Linked DNA regions of Mus musculus: all the other regions are linked to region 1. A link is a contact called in public promoter capture Hi-C data. All regions are on one chromosome and are shown on one strand. The core of a region is the stretch at or near the end of the contact, and the rest is flanking DNA. Distances in the headings are between cores, read along the strand shown.

Evidence for each region. Promoter capture Hi-C pulls out the DNA fragments that hold promoters and counts their contacts. Capture Hi-C pulls out chosen DNA fragments and counts their contacts.
Region 2: a promoter capture Hi-C map of liver shows a contact between it and region 1, with 2.7 times the contacts expected there. The contact joins the promoter of Tfg here to the promoter of Riox2 in region 1. A contact is called at or near these places in 5 of 39 promoter capture datasets (the 3T3-L1 cell line, the C10 cell line, liver and 1 more), 1 of 484 Hi-C or Micro-C datasets (B cells), 2 of 115 datasets of contacts at active chromatin or transcription factors (astrocytes and thymic regulatory T cells) and 1 of 9 other capture datasets (adipose tissue).
Region 3: a contact with region 1 is called in a promoter capture Hi-C map of liver, with 4 times the contacts expected there. The contact joins the promoter of Tbc1d23 here to the promoter of Riox2 in region 1. A contact is called at or near these places in 3 of 39 promoter capture datasets (hippocampal neurons and liver) and 2 of 9 other capture datasets (adipose tissue and liver).

What each region holds. Positions count from the first base shown.
Region 1 is chr16:59,469,382-59,474,383 of GRCm38.p6, reverse strand. Riox2 (ribosomal oxygenase 2) reads right to left here and starts at 2,609. Exons shown (of 10, transcript NM_025910.3): 1 at 2,439-2,609.
Region 2 is chr16:56,715,358-56,720,359 of GRCm38.p6, reverse strand. It overlaps Tfg (Trk-fused gene), which reads left to right and starts at 2,910. Exons shown (of 8, transcript NM_019678.3): 1 at 2,910-3,175.
Region 3 is chr16:57,229,399-57,234,400 of GRCm38.p6, reverse strand. Tbc1d23 (TBC1 domain family, member 23) reads left to right here and starts at 2,935. Exons shown (of 19, transcript NM_001358433.1): 1 at 2,935-3,087. The coding sequence starts at 3,035.

The sequences.
Region 1 (5,002 bases), core at 1,360-3,859:
CAAGGTCAATAACTTAAAATGCTATGACTTTCTTCTGGGTTGAGTTACCAAGATTGCAAGAAAGCTGTCTTTCCTTTTCATCAAATGTGGAGCATTCTGGCCGCACTGTGAACTGAACCCGGATGCAAACTCATCAAATTAACAAGTGGGAACTGAACAAATAATTCGTTGCTTTTTAAGGGCTGTTTTAAATATTAGTTGTTGTAGATCATTCTAGGACTTCCCAGAGCAGAATACTTCTTTTGTTCAGCTTACTTTCTTTATAGAACTCAGGTCCACCAGCCCAGAGGTGGTCCCACACATCAAACACTAAGCAAATGTCTTAGAGTAACTGGATCTTATGGGGGCATTTTCTCAATTGAGGCTCCCCGCTCTCAGGTAACTCTAGCTTGTGTCAACTTGACATAAGACTAGCTAGCCAGAACAGGTACCTTCCAAAGTAAGGCACACATTTCTTACCCTCTTATATTTAAGGTACACATCTCATACCCTCACGATTGCTCAGTTTGATGAGAGGAAAACACAAGTGAAAGGCTTGTTTCCTTAAGAATAACCTGAGAGTGAAATCGTACATTCACCAGAAGGTGTGGCTAAAGTGCCCCAAATACTTAAGCGAGAATAAAACCACTTAAGGATTTTCCCCACCTACAATCACCAACAAGTCAACCCCAAGACTACAGAACTTACCTTGCCTACGATTACACCACCTATTCTTCCCCTAGGTTAACAGAATTTATCTGAGCCTCAGTTAATTGGAAACTAACTCAGATACATTCTGTTTTCCTTACACCACTCATTTTTTTATAGCCTTTGGAGGGTGGAGCAGAGTAGACACACCAGGCCTATCTCCAAATATACCAAACGGCACCACCATTTCACATGCCCAGGACACCCAAGACATTCCTTGTATTTCAAGAAACACAGGAAATTAAACAAGAGACTGCTTTATCCATAATGGTGCAGCACCTGCCTGTAAGCCCCACGGGGCTCCCAGATAGAAACAAGAATATTTCTTTCTATAGACCTGGGGTTGCGGTAAGTTGATTTAAAAGCACTTAAACAATTCTAAAAGAGACTCAGTTTATAAACTGGTAATTGCTGTATCGCTGATAAGTTCAACCCGAAAATAAATGTTGGCACTCTTACTATAGTTGACAAACTTAAGAATCTACATTTTAGGGCGACCTAATTTTCCCATGGTAAAACTTAATGACAAGAAGCCACAGAGTGTCTTAAGAGATAGCTACCTCTACCTTGCACAAACCTAGCCAAGTATGGCACAAGACAGTTAAGTCAGAATTTTTCTTCACTTTTTCTTCTTAGCAAATTCTCAAAAGCCTTACTCACTAGCTCCCCAAACAAACAAACCCCCCCCCCCCAAAAAAAACCCCATGACCACCACCACTTGGGAAAGACAGGAGGAGGAGGAGGTTTGCACAATTAGGACTATTATTCTGTACAAGTAACCATAGATATCAATACTCACTAGCAGCCCTGGCAGGGACGTCTCTCTCCATGGTAGCAGTATTTTACCAGCAAAGCGTGGTACACGCTAATGTCTAGATGCACACATCAAACCTAGTGGAGTACCACTTCTGATGCTGGAGGCAGAAATCTACATTCACAGAAGTCCTTAATGAACGAATTGTAGGCCCACTAACCTAGAGAAGACTAGATTGAACTTAGCTCAATTAATCACACCTGACAGTAGTTATACACCATGGGCCTGAGAGATGACTCAGGCGGTAAAGACACCTGCTGTCCACTTAGTTTAATTTCTGAGACCCACATACTGGAAGGAAAGGATTCCCTCAAAGTGTCCACCAACCTCCACCGGTACATCATAGCCTGTGTACATCCACACATAAAATAAATAAAGTGGTGAAATACTTTTTAATTATATATTGCTTGTAAGAAAATCACCAGGCTAACTGAAAGCAATTGTCTTCAGCACCCAGAAAAGTTTTCATTAATTCAGAGATGTCTCACTGAATGGCAGTTATGTTTTTTTGCAGCTTTATATAAACAGAATACGAATTATGTGTATTCGGGGGGTCCATGAGGTCACGAAAGATGCAGCCCAAAAGTTCAGAGGCATCCAGGTATTAAAAAGGAGCTGGTGAAACCCAACTCCCGGCGCCGGAAGTTCAGATCATGACCGCTGGTAGACTTCCTGAAACCTGTTTAGTCACTTGTTGGACATCCTGGAGGCAGGCAGGCAGACAGGCAGTCTTCCTCACGTGGAGATAAAAAGGCAACCTACGCTCCAAGTCCCGAGCTGGGCGACAGTCCCCGCGCCCCTCCTCAGTCCGCGACCGTGGTCCCTGCCCCTCCCCGTCTGCGCGCGCAGCCTGGCTCTAGCTCGCCGGCGTGTGCCGCCCGCCACCAGTCCGGCGGTGCACGTGGCCAGGTCCCCAGCCCTCAGCCACCCGGCTCACCAGTTAGGCCCCAGCCCTCCAGAGCTGCACTTCTCAGCCTGACCCGCGTCCCACGCGCTGCACCGGCACGGCCTGTTGCGTGTCTTCCGCAAGTTGACCCAGCTAAGGCATGGAAGGGCGCGACGGCGTGGTCACGTCCAGGGCGGGCTCCCGAGACGCGGCCCCGCCCACGAGACGCGACCCCGCCCACGAGACGCGGCCCCGCCCCGGACTTCTGGCTCCGCCCCCGGACCACATCCCTGCTCCTGCCTACAGCTACAGGCCTTCCCCTGCTCTGGCCTATGAACCTAAAGGTCACAGAACGTGAATGTGCTTTTTATAGTTGCTACCTTCAAATCTGAAGTTAGAGGGAAATCTATAAATTTGGACAGTTCCCTTTATTAACACACACATACAAGAACATGCTTCTTGAGAGAGTGCTTGTACTCCATCGGTCCACAAAAGATCCAAAACCGTCATTGTATATGGCTTTAATATGTATACGATTGTTATTAACTTAACAATTTTTGTTTGTTTGTTTGTTTTTTGAGACAGGGTTTCTCTGTGTAGCCCTGGCTGTCCTGGAACTCACTTTGTAGATCAGGTTGGCCTCGAACTCAGAAATCCGCCTGCCTCTGCCTCCCGAGTGCTGGGATTAAAGGCGTGTGCCACCACGCCCGGGTAACTTAACAATTTTAGTACCAACCATTTTGTTTAGACTTCATATATTTTCATTCCAATCCTTTTAAGTTTTTCTTTATTTTAATGTCTCAAAACTCACACCCAGTGACATACTTCCTCCAGCAAGGCCACACCTATTCCAAAAAGGTCTCATTTCCCAATCCTTCTCACATTGTGCCACTCCCTAATGTCTACACATTCAGATATATCAGCCTATGGGAGCCACTACTCCTTTTTAAACCATCACAATGCCTGAAAATAAGTCTTAGTGCCAAAGTGTTTTGCATACATGCATGTTTTTACACAGTTGGTTATTTATTAGGTAATGGATTAGCAACTGAGTATCCTCAAAGCATTGGGGTCTACAGAGGGGCAAAAGAGGAACAGTCATGAAATCATATATGACAGTAATTAATAATAAAAAAATCTTTGTTTTTTTCTACATCCACATAGAGGTCAAATTATTTTATATGAAGCATAGCACAGTAATATAATGTATATTAACCAAGTAAAACTTATGAAGAATTTCATCAGCACAAGTGGCTACAATCAAAGGAGCTAATGATAATATCATGAGAGAATCAAATAAAAAATACTTCAGAAAAAGTAGGGTAATATTTTGAGTTGATGTGTTGTATAACTTGATGGCCCTTGCGCAATTAATTACTTCGTTGTGAGTTACACTATACACCATCCTTCATATAAATGAACAAGAACAATTAGATTACTTCAATCTCAGCCGAAACGTGACCTAGAATAACATAGAAAGACAGATAAATGATAGATGGTAGAGATAAAAATTCTATCTTCAAAATGAAATATAGATAAATTCTATATTTAGAAATATAGAGAAATTCTTCTCAAAATACAGACCACATCAGACTTTAAGATCATTTTGTAGACCAGCCATATTTACAGTTTCTACAAGTCATTCCTTTGTCTTGTATTTCCTCCTACTTTTCATTTACATTATCCTTCTAAATCACATTCAATGATTGGAACTCATTGTCACAAAATAGTCTCTCCCCCAACCCTGATCCCCTAGTTCCACATTTATTTAAAAACTATGTAGCAGGTCCTGAGGCCCCTTTCTCATTGATCCAAGATTTAATATACATATGGCCCCAGCTGCAGGCACAACCTAGTTAACAAAACATCTTTTAAGTTATTTCAGGAAAGTGTGATTGCCCTAAAACTTTATCTGATGTGTGGGTTTGTGGTTATAGCACCTCTTTGAAGTGTACAATGCTCAGACATGCCTGCATTAGTGTTCTCTGAAGCGGTGGGTGGGGGTGGGGGTGCTTCCCTCTCTTTATTGCCTGTTGACTTAGCTAGTTTTGGAAATGATGGAGTCTTTACATGACTTTTAAAGGTCATAGGCTTGTATATAAAACTTTAGAAAGTCTTGACTTTGGAAGCATCTCTTCTACACTGGGCTCCATCACAGACCAGTGACATCATAGTACAGCAGGAGATTGTAGCAGCCACAGTGGCTAAAGTGTTACAATGTCAATAACTGCTCCCGTAATTTTTGATTCCAGGGAATAACCATGACTTTACGTGTTGTAAGAGAAGACAGACCCTAAGATAACAAGACTCATGGTTTTCTTCCTTCTTGACTTCTTGATTCCTGGATCCCTTTCTTTATTGTGAGATATTCTTCATTAATATATGTCCTTTCTGTAGTAATATCATGAATAAAGTCACCTTCATAAAACTCCACCCTGTTTGCTGGCAATGGTAGCACACGCCTTTTATCCCAGCACTCAGGAGGCAGAGGTAGGTGGATCTCTGAGAATTCAAGGCCAGCCTGGTCTACAAAGTGAGTTCCAGCTTGGCCAGGGCTACATAGAGAAGCCTTGTCTCAAAAAACAACAAGCAAAATACATCAAAACAAAAAAAAA
Region 2 (5,002 bases), core at 1,661-4,160, 2.8 Mb after region 1:
TGTTCTAGAACTCTACTGGACAGCAGCAGAGTCACTGTAACTAATAGTGGTGTACTGTATTCGCAACAGTGCTGAGGACACATTACATGATTTTGCACATGTATAGCCGTGAGGAGATGGCTATGTTAGCATGATCGTGATAGTTCTCAATATCATATTGTATACCTGAGATATGTAATTTGTACTTTATCCTTTATTACAGCTAGTGAATAGTCATCTTCACAAATATGTTTATAACAGCAAAATCCATAATGGTTTAATTTTAAACCATTGTCTACTTTTCTATATTCCCTAGAGTCCTTGTCTTAACTTTAACAGTTAATGAGATTGTATTATAATTTTACTTACCATTACATACTTATGTAGTCCTGCTAATAATATTAATAATAATAATCACATTGAAGTCCCCTGAAATTCTCATCTACTGAAGAAAATTTGGGCTTGTTCCTTTATGTAAAAAGAAAACATTTTATCTGGTTTTGACTATTAGGAATCAAACTTACTTTTGGACATGTTCTTGGCTAACATTTTATTTTCTCTTAAAATACTGCTTAGAGTCACTGGGTCACAGAGTAATTGTAATTTATTTTAAACCTGTATTTTTAAACACTTTATTAAATCAATAATAGCTAGCTGCATATGTATCAGAAGATGGCCAAGTTAGCCACCATTGGAAAGAGAGGCCCATTGGTCTTGCAAACTTTATATGCCCCAGTACAGGGGAACGCCAGGGGCAAGAAGTGGGAGTGGGTGGGTAGGGGAGTTGGGCGGGGGTATGGGGGACTTTTGGGATAGCATTGGAAATGTAAATGAAGAAAATACCTAATAAAAAATCAGTAAGAGCTGAGCTGTTTTCTAAGGAGGCTGAGTCATTTTACAGTGGCAACAGCAATACTTAGCAGTTTAGTGCTAACTTTTAAGGTTCTGATTATTCCAAAGGGTGTAAATAGTTATAATTCAGTTTTGGCCCATTGGTCATGTTTCTGAGTACCAGCTCTTAACTGAAGATGTGGAGTGTTTGTGTGTGTGTGTGTGTGTGTGTGTGTGTGTGTGTGTGTGTGTGCAGTAGAGGCAAGTAGGGCAGAGTGACATGATCCAATGCTTATCTCTTACAAGCTGTTCCCAGGGGCCTCTGGTACAGTTCCTATCTGTATAGTTTGGTACAGTTCCTATCTATCTGTATAGTTTCCCCAGTGGAACTTTGCTACATGCAGAGGTATGATCTTACAATTTGTTGGACTTTGGACTTTGTTTGCCATGAAACCATAATATTATAACTGAGACTTTCTGGACCTTGGTGATAATAAATGAAGATGAAACCCCCTACCCCCAACCACCCGGTACTCACTAGACAGCAATAGAGAAGGGATGTGTTCTAGACTGGGAGTTTAGATGACAGTTACAAGTCATGTGATTTGAGATAAGATCACAAGACATTATAAAGGAATAAGCAAGACAAGGAAAACTCTGAATTTCAGGCCACCACTAAAATTTGTGACTATGAAGGTAAGCTGAAATTATTAACAAAATAGTACCCCAGTTAAGTAGTGAATGAATATATTGTCCTGAAAGCAGACAAGCAACAGTACTAAAGTCCTTTCTGAGCACTGCTACAAAATCTACAACCTCTTCTTTCCAGATTATTCTGGTAATGAGATCTCTGTGTTTCTAGATGTAGATTTTTTTAATAAAAAGTATGCTCAAATTACATCTATAGGCATTGTATGGTTTTTGCACAGATACTATAGGGAACTGTATCCATGTCTAGGACATACGGTATTATAGAAAAGAACATAAAGGAACATAGCAAAAGAACAAATTATAAAGAAAGAAGTCTGTATGAGACCAGAGCACACATCTAAGCTTTCTTCCTGGACACACTTAATTTCTTCCAGCAACAAGTCCCTAAACCATGTGAATAGTCTGCCAGAAGTTACTTGTAAGACTTAGATTGTAGTGTTAGATTATACCACTCCACTTTGCTTTATTTATTTATTTTTCTTCTTCTTCTTGTTAAAGGAGATTACGGGACCCACTGGTTGCTGTGTACTAAGATTCCTGGCACCCAGATTGCAAGCAGATTGAAATGTGTTCAGCGTAAAATACATTTATTCAAACACTTTAGACACAAGGGATGGCTCTTAATAAAGAACAGTGGAAGCATTGTTGAATTCTAGTTGCTCAGACACTAGTCAGGGACCAATGTGTAAGCAGTCTTTTCAAGGGTGAGTCCAAGCCGTGTTTGCTCCTTTGTGACTGAGTCACCTCACTCAGGATGATAATTCTCAAGTTCCATCCATTTAAACACATCCAAAGCAAAAAGAAAACTGAATTTAGGCGAGTGTAGGGTATGGTCAAATCTCTATCCTATAAAAGCCTTCTTGAAGCCTCGGTTTTTACTATCCAAGTTTGTCTTTTGCACCGGTGGGTGTGCCCTCTAAACTCGGATCTTCCTAAATGTTTGGGTAGAGCTTAGCTGGGGAACTGACTCATCCTAGCACTCTTTCGGCAAAGCGTAGGCACTCAATCCTGAATGAATGAATGAATGAACGTGTAGAAAGAAGGCGGAAAAGGGGTTCGTTTTTTCCGAGATGTGACAGACTAGCGCGTAGTCACGACAGCCACAAAGCAACAAGACCCAAACCTTTCTGGACAGATGCCCCACTTCCCCCAGGCTCTCGTAGCAAACCCAGCCCTGCAGACTACGCCCCGCCCACCCAGCAGCCAGACTTAGGAAAGACTGGCTGCCCGGAAAACCGGAAGTGCTGGTAATTCCCTGCGCATGCGTGTCCGCCTCGGCTCGCACTTCCTACACTCGGTCATCCAGTGAGGAAGCCGGGCCGCTCACCCGACGCAGCGGGGTCTTCGCCCGCCCCGCCCCTCACCCACTGCGCATGCGTCCTGACTGGCTTGTGCGCCTGGAGGCGGGGCGCCAGGGCAGTTTTTTTTTTTCTCCCCTTCGCTCCCGCCCCTGCGCTTCCCACCTGCCACGTACGGGACCGTGGCTGTCGCTAGGCTCGTCGGGTGCGTGCGATTGGCCAGCTCTGCGCAGCCTGCAGCTCGGCGAGGCTCGGCGGACGGCGGCGGAGCGGACGGGGTTTGGAAGCCTCCTCTGCGACACCGAGTGAGCCCGCAGCGGCCGGGTCAGCTGAGGTGGACGGCCTCGGCAAGCGGGGTATGTCCGCCGGAGTGAGGCGCGCGTGGCGACTCAAGGAGGAGGTCGGGGGAACCGGGAGGGCCGCAGGGCTTCTGGAACCTCCCAGCGCCGGGTGGGAGGGTGGGGCTGGGGACCGTGGGAAGGGGCTGGGAGGGAGGGCGCAGGGCCCGGGTGAGGCGGACGAGCGGCCCGGCATGGGGGAGGGGCGGCTGGGAGGGAGGGAGGGAGGGGGAGGAGAGGGCGCCCGGCCCGGCCTGACCTGGAGGGCGTTTGGCCCCGCTGATACCCCAAGTCCTGTTCCCTCCGGCCCCAGAGAGTAGAGGGGAGCCTGGGGGTACCTCTTACGGAGGTCGAGAACCAGGGATCGAAGAAGCCTGGGGCGTTTGCTCGGTGCTTCACCCTCTAGAGCAACTTGGAAGGTGGAGGGTGAATCATGGAAGACATAGAAAGGGGGCTTGAGAAAGCCCAAAGCGTTTGTGCCTGATCCCCGGGAGTGGCTTGGACGTTGGAGCGTAGACCTGGAGTTAATCGGTAGATTGAGGACACAGAAAGGAGCCCCATTCGGTCGTACACTCCCGTGCTTAGTGTCCTCTTGGGGCCCTACCCAGTTTTACTGATTACAGTTGCCAACTTTTGTTAAGTTGCCGTCTCTGGGCACGGTAGGGAGAATTGTAGATAGGTAATCTCAAAGATTCTACCAAAGTAGCTTGTTAGGCTCCCTTCGCATGTGCAGAAAGTACGCCGCAGAGAAGAACTTGAGCTCACATAGCTACCAGTGAAAATGGTTACATTCTTGCCATATACACTGCGTGTCATACAGATTTTGAGACCCACTTACAGTTTTAGAATAATCAAGGTTCTTTAAAGAAAGAAAAGAAAAGAGAGAAAGAAAAAATAGAGAAGAAAAAGGAGCCAGTTGGTGGTGGTGCACTCAGGAGTCAGAGGCAGGTGGATTTCTGAGTTCGGGGCCAGCCTGGTCTACAGAACAGCCAAGGCTACCCAGAGAAATCCTGTCTTGGGGAGGCGGGGACAAGAAAAGAAAGAAGGGAAAAAGAAACTTGTTTAGAGGGTGGGCGTTTTAGAAGCTTCTGAAAGAGGGCCTCTTCTCAGGTTAAGCAACAGGTGCCTGAGGCTGAGGTATCCTAGTGCAGGGGCTATGTCCTTGGACACATCAGTGTATCCCAGTTACCAGGAATTTCTTGGATGAAGGTTAAGTTCCAGGTTGAGTCACTTCTGGACTTAGGAAGTAGTAAGACAGCAACGAGATGCATCAGAAAATGCATAGTGATCTTAACAGTAGTTCTAGGAACTCATTCATGTTAATCTCTACCTGCTTAGAGAAAGGCAGGACCAGAGTTGACAGCTGTGTGGACGAGGTTTTCTCTTGGGACAGGAAATAACGGTGGTGCCTGACATTGCTACACAAATGGACAACTTTTAGCTAAGACTGCAGGGAGGAAACTAGAAATGAAACTGGGCCACCCATGGTAGATGTTAAGGATATGTAATGTTAGCTTTTAGGTCCACTGGAGCTGAGTGCTTCCCAGTTCCATCAGAGGGCATATTAATTACCAAGTACATTTGTGCTGGAACTTGGTCTTACTTGGGAGTGTATCTTGATATGAGGTGCCCCTTCTGGCCAGGTAAAGAAGGTACTGTGAGATGGTTCTATGGTTCAGGAACTGAGAGTGTTCAGCTTTCTAAGCACCGGTCCTTAGTCTATATTGCTGACTTATATGGCCTATAGATAGAAGGCAGTAAATGCAGATTTATTGTAAGATCTTCATTCCTGTCAGACTATCAATGAAAGTATGAGATAGTTACTATCTTTCTAAACTTAATATG
Region 3 (5,002 bases), core at 1,686-4,185, 2.2 Mb after region 1:
ACAGGGAATGAGGCGTGTTGGGAGACGTGGGAAACTAGAGCTGGAGCCAGAGCAAGGGCCAAAGCAAGGCCTTCTGATGAGAGGACTCACAACCAGAACTATACACACTAGCTTCCACACTAGCTCAGCTGCCTCCTTACCGATAATCCCATGTATTTGTGTGTGTGTGTGGTGGGGTAGTTTTTCAGAAGACCAAGCAAGGTAAAGGAAGATGATGCTGAGAAAGAACAAAAGTAAGATTAGAAAGGGCAGAAGACCTACGTACAGCTGAAATACGCGATCTCCCAGCAGCTTGCATATTAGCAACCCACAATGAGGCAAACACCAGGGAGAATGAATCAGAGGAACCTATTCAAGAATGACAACCAAAAGCATATTAATGTTGTGAGACTTGCACAGGTTGGATGCCCACATAGTTGGTTCTGAACAGGTTAAGGAGAAGTCTAAGGAAGGTTTAAGCTATTTGCACAGAGTGAAAAACTATTTGGAAAAAAAAGTATATATATATATATATATATATATATATGTATGTATGTATATATATCTATCCAGATATCATCTGTTTTTGAGACAGGGTTTCACTGTGTAGTCCTGGTTGTCCTGAACTTACTTTGTAGACCAGGATGACCTTGAACACATAGATCTGCTCTGCCTCTGCCTCCCAAGTACACCTCCACCATCTGGAATAAGTAATATACGTTAATAGAATATTTTACCAAACAGACTATAACATAGTCACTAATTTGATTACAATAAAAATGAACTTCAATAGAAGGCTAGAATGAGCTTGACTGGTGAACAATTGCTTGCATGTCACTGAGTAGTTTTTGAGCCACTTTTCTGCAAGCCTTCCAGAACAACTGAAGGGATCCATCAGAGGATATGTGTCTCAGAATGGCGATCTGACCTAGAGTCACACCTTTTATTTATTTTTGTTTTTTCAAGGTTTATTTATTTATTATATATACATACACTGTAGCTGTCTTCAGGCACCCCAGAAGAGGGCATTGGATCTCATTACAGATGGTTGTGAGCCACCATGCGGTTGCTGGGATTTGAACTCAGGACCTTTGGAAGGGTAGTCAGTGCTCTTAACCACTGAGCCATCTCTCCAGCCGCCACACCTTTTATTTTTTAAAACGGTCATCTATAGCCACATTCTATGTAAAAATGAATTTTCACAATGAAGAACTGAACCTTACACATCTGCTCCAGGCTTGGAATTGAATGTTCAGCTTTTTATTGTCTCTTTTTGGAAGGAGAGCCATCATGTTTTGGTTTATCACTGGGACAGCTGTGCTACATTATTTAAATAGTTTTTAAAATTCTGGAGCATTTTAGGTACCAAAGTATATTTCAGAAAAAAAAATGATGGATACCCTTGAAGGTACCTCTCAGCTCCTAAAAATGAAATATTAAACATTAGAACCAATATAGTGGCAAACACCTCTCGTACTGCTTCTTTGAGCGGCGGAGGCAGGAAGAACACTTGCGCTTAGGAGCTCACAGACACCAGCCCCGGAGTCAAGCCAAACCTGGTCTTGCCGGGTCTCCAAAGCAAATTCTGAGCTCCTCAAGGTTACTAGTGAGACTGTCTCAAAAGACAAAACAAAACATAACCAGCCAACCAATCGAACAGAAACTTACTTTACTTAATTAAAGCTATTTCTGGTCATTCCTGCCCCATCTAAAACTTAATTGTTTTCAGTTTTTCTACACATTACCCCTGCATTTCTCAGTGTGCATGCATCTATTGCTAATATATTGATATCAAACATAAACGATGCCTTTTGTTTGTAATCTGTTTGGTTCATCTAACAATGGCATTTTCAGATTTATCCATAAATTTCATGTAGTTAACTGCATCGTTGTTCCTGGGCTTAAAAATATTTGTTCAGCTCCTCCCTGAATCTGTACTAGGCAAAGATAGCCCAGGGGCTAGTGTTTTGGTAATACTGGTACTGTGGATGAAACCTGGGTGCGGAACAAGGAGGCCCATTTAGAGGGACAAATGGGACTTTGGCTAGGAAGGGAAGGATCTCGGCAGCTTTCTTTTTTTTTTTTTTTTTTTTAAGATTTATTTATTTATTATATGTAAGTACACTGTAGCTGTCTTCAGACACTCCAGAAGAAGGAGTCAGATCTTGTTACGGATGGTTGTGAGCCACCATGTGGTTGCTGGGATTTGAACTCTGGACCTTCGGAAGAGCAGTCGGGTGCTCTAACCCACTGAGCCATCTCACCAGCCCCCCTCGGCAGCTTTCTTAAACTGATTTTTTAAACTGGAATTTCAGTTTCAGAACTACAGTTGATTCTCCTGGCTGTTAGAAGACATATTTAAGATAGAAGACTAGAGTATAATTTTCTTAACTGGATAGCTTGACAGAGTCCTTCGTGTATTTTTATTTTTCTTGTAGCTCTGGTGATTGAATCATTGAGGATGCTGGGCAAGTGCTGTATGGTTTACTAAGTCCCTGGCCTTTTTATTTTTTTGAATGGTCTTTACAAATGATGTGGTATGTCCTTTCCTTTTTTTCTATTCAGCCTACCTTCTCTGTGTGAATTCATACTTGCCCTCCTCTCTCCACTAGCTGGGATTCTCAATTCTGGCTCACACCGGACAGCCAGAGACCCAAACATTAAGACGCCAAGCCAGGATGCTTCACTTTCAGAGTCTCCTCTGAGCCACGCCTGCCCGCAGCGTGGCGCCCCGCCCCATCCCGGAGAACCCCTCCCACTCCCCAGGGTCGGCCCCGCCCACAAGCCTTGTGCCCCGCCCACTCCGTTCGCGGGCCCTTGGCATCCTGGGATTTGTGGTCTTCCATAATCTTCTCCCTCTCGCAAAGCTCCGGGCTCCGCCTTTCGCCCTAGAGACGTGGTGACGTTGCATCCTTCCAATTCCTCGCCTCCTCCCTCTTTCGCTCTGGTGAGTCTCAAGTCTCAGACTTCATAACTCCTTTTACGACACTGAATCTCTGAGACAGTCTCGGTGCCAGGTCCACTTTTCGGCAAAGTGACGTGGACGTCAACAGCAATGGCGGAAGGAGAAGAGCTTCTGCCACTGTCAACGTCGGGCGGGGACAGCTGGTGAGTGCGAGCCCAGGTTTAATTCCCACTGGCCCCTTCTCTTCCTGTTCGCCATCCTGCCTGTCCCCGAGGTGCTGGCTGGCGGGGCGTGGAGCAAAAGGCACCTGTCCTCCTCTGAGCCCCTGCCCCGCCCCCTCTGCTTCAGGGTCCCCTCTGCCCGCGGGCTTCTGCGGCTGGGGCAGAATCCCGGGGACTCAGGGGCCATCCTGGATCTGCGCCTAAGTCAGGTCCTCCCGCTTGGCCCAGCGAAGAGAGTGGCTTCCCCACTGAGTTCGCCGAGTCCCTAGCCAGGGAGTTGGAATGGGCGCACTAAGGAGGAAGTTCTTGGATGGAGATCTCAGACCATTTGAAATGAGATCTTTTGAAATAACCACCGCGACCTTTGACAGTGCAGAGGTCGTGAGATACACCCAGCAAGATTCCTTCTACGTAGTTCAGGGTTGTCTTTAAAAAAAAAAATTATTATTATTAATTTTGTTTATCTCCCAACAGTTTCTAACATTTGTTATTATTATTTTTTTTTCTTCCCCACCACTTTCCTCACAATTTAATTTCATGACTTGGAGGGCGTTTTGAATTTTGTTACTGTTTCTCCCGGGCATTTGCATGTGTCTCTGGGGCTGTGGGAAGATTTGGTTTTTAAAGGAACTCATGTAGCCCAAGGCTGGCCTCGAACTTTCTGAGTGGCTGAGGATGACTGTGGACTTCCAATGCTTTTGCTTTCTCCTCCCGAGTGCTGGCTTGTAAGCTCCATCCTGCCTGGTTTGTGTTGGGCTGGGGATTGAACCGAGGGCTTCCTGTGTGCTAGGACAAGCATTCTACCAACTGTGATACATCCCCAACCCTGCCAATACCTTTTTGGTAGGCATTATTTTTCCCACTGAGGGTCATTAATTTTTGGTGGACACTTCTACTTTTGAAGTTGTGTGTGTGTGTGTGTGCACGTGTATATCTTACAGTTGATCTAACTGTATTGACCAGGTGTAAGACTCATGGATTTTGCTGTTGTTTTTCACAGTGTTTATATATCACTGTCACGGTGTACCTACACACAATGCAAGCCTTTGGTAAATTTGTACTTTACTAATTGAGGACAATAGAAATAACAGAAAGGAATACACGATATAGCAGTTGAGTAGCTGGTCTTCTGGGGACTGACAGGTACACATGTAGCAAGCTAAAGTTAATTTTGTTCTCTGAGATTGTAAATAAGTGTTGTGGGAGTTCAGAAGAGGCAGAAACCATTTCAGCATGCATTACAAAAGCTCATGGAGGCACTGGTGTGTGAGTTAGACTCTGAAGCATCAGTAAGACTTACCTTAACATTGTTCAAAATAGTCACTATAATGTGAGCTACGGAAGGAATTAATTAAAATTTCTTTCCTTTGCCTCATTGAAAACTTAAAAAACAATAACAAAAACCAGGTAGAACTTTTACTATGTTTAAAAAAAATATATCCAACACCAATGTATTATTTGAATATGTGCTCATTATTTAAAAGCAGTTTTTCATTTATTTATTTGTTTGAAGGCAGGGTCTCACTGTGTAGCCCTAGCTGGTCCAGAACTTGCTATATAGCCTTGTCTGACCTCTGTCTCCTAAGCTCTAGGATTAAAGGTGTATACCACCACAACCAGATTTAGTTTTTAATTTTTACCCATATGAAAAGATTTATGTACACTTTATACTTATCATGAATTTCAGTTGGTCTAGCCATATTTCAAATATTAAATACCTTACAGAGCTGGAGGCTAAATCCCAGATTGTGCTATGCTGTTAAGAGAATAAAGAAACGGCAGAAATGGAGGCAAAGGCAGGAAAATTAAGGATTTATTTGGGGAATAATAACTAGCACTGCTTGACTTAAGAGAAAGATAGGTCTGGAAAATCCGTACACATTTATGAGGGATGGGT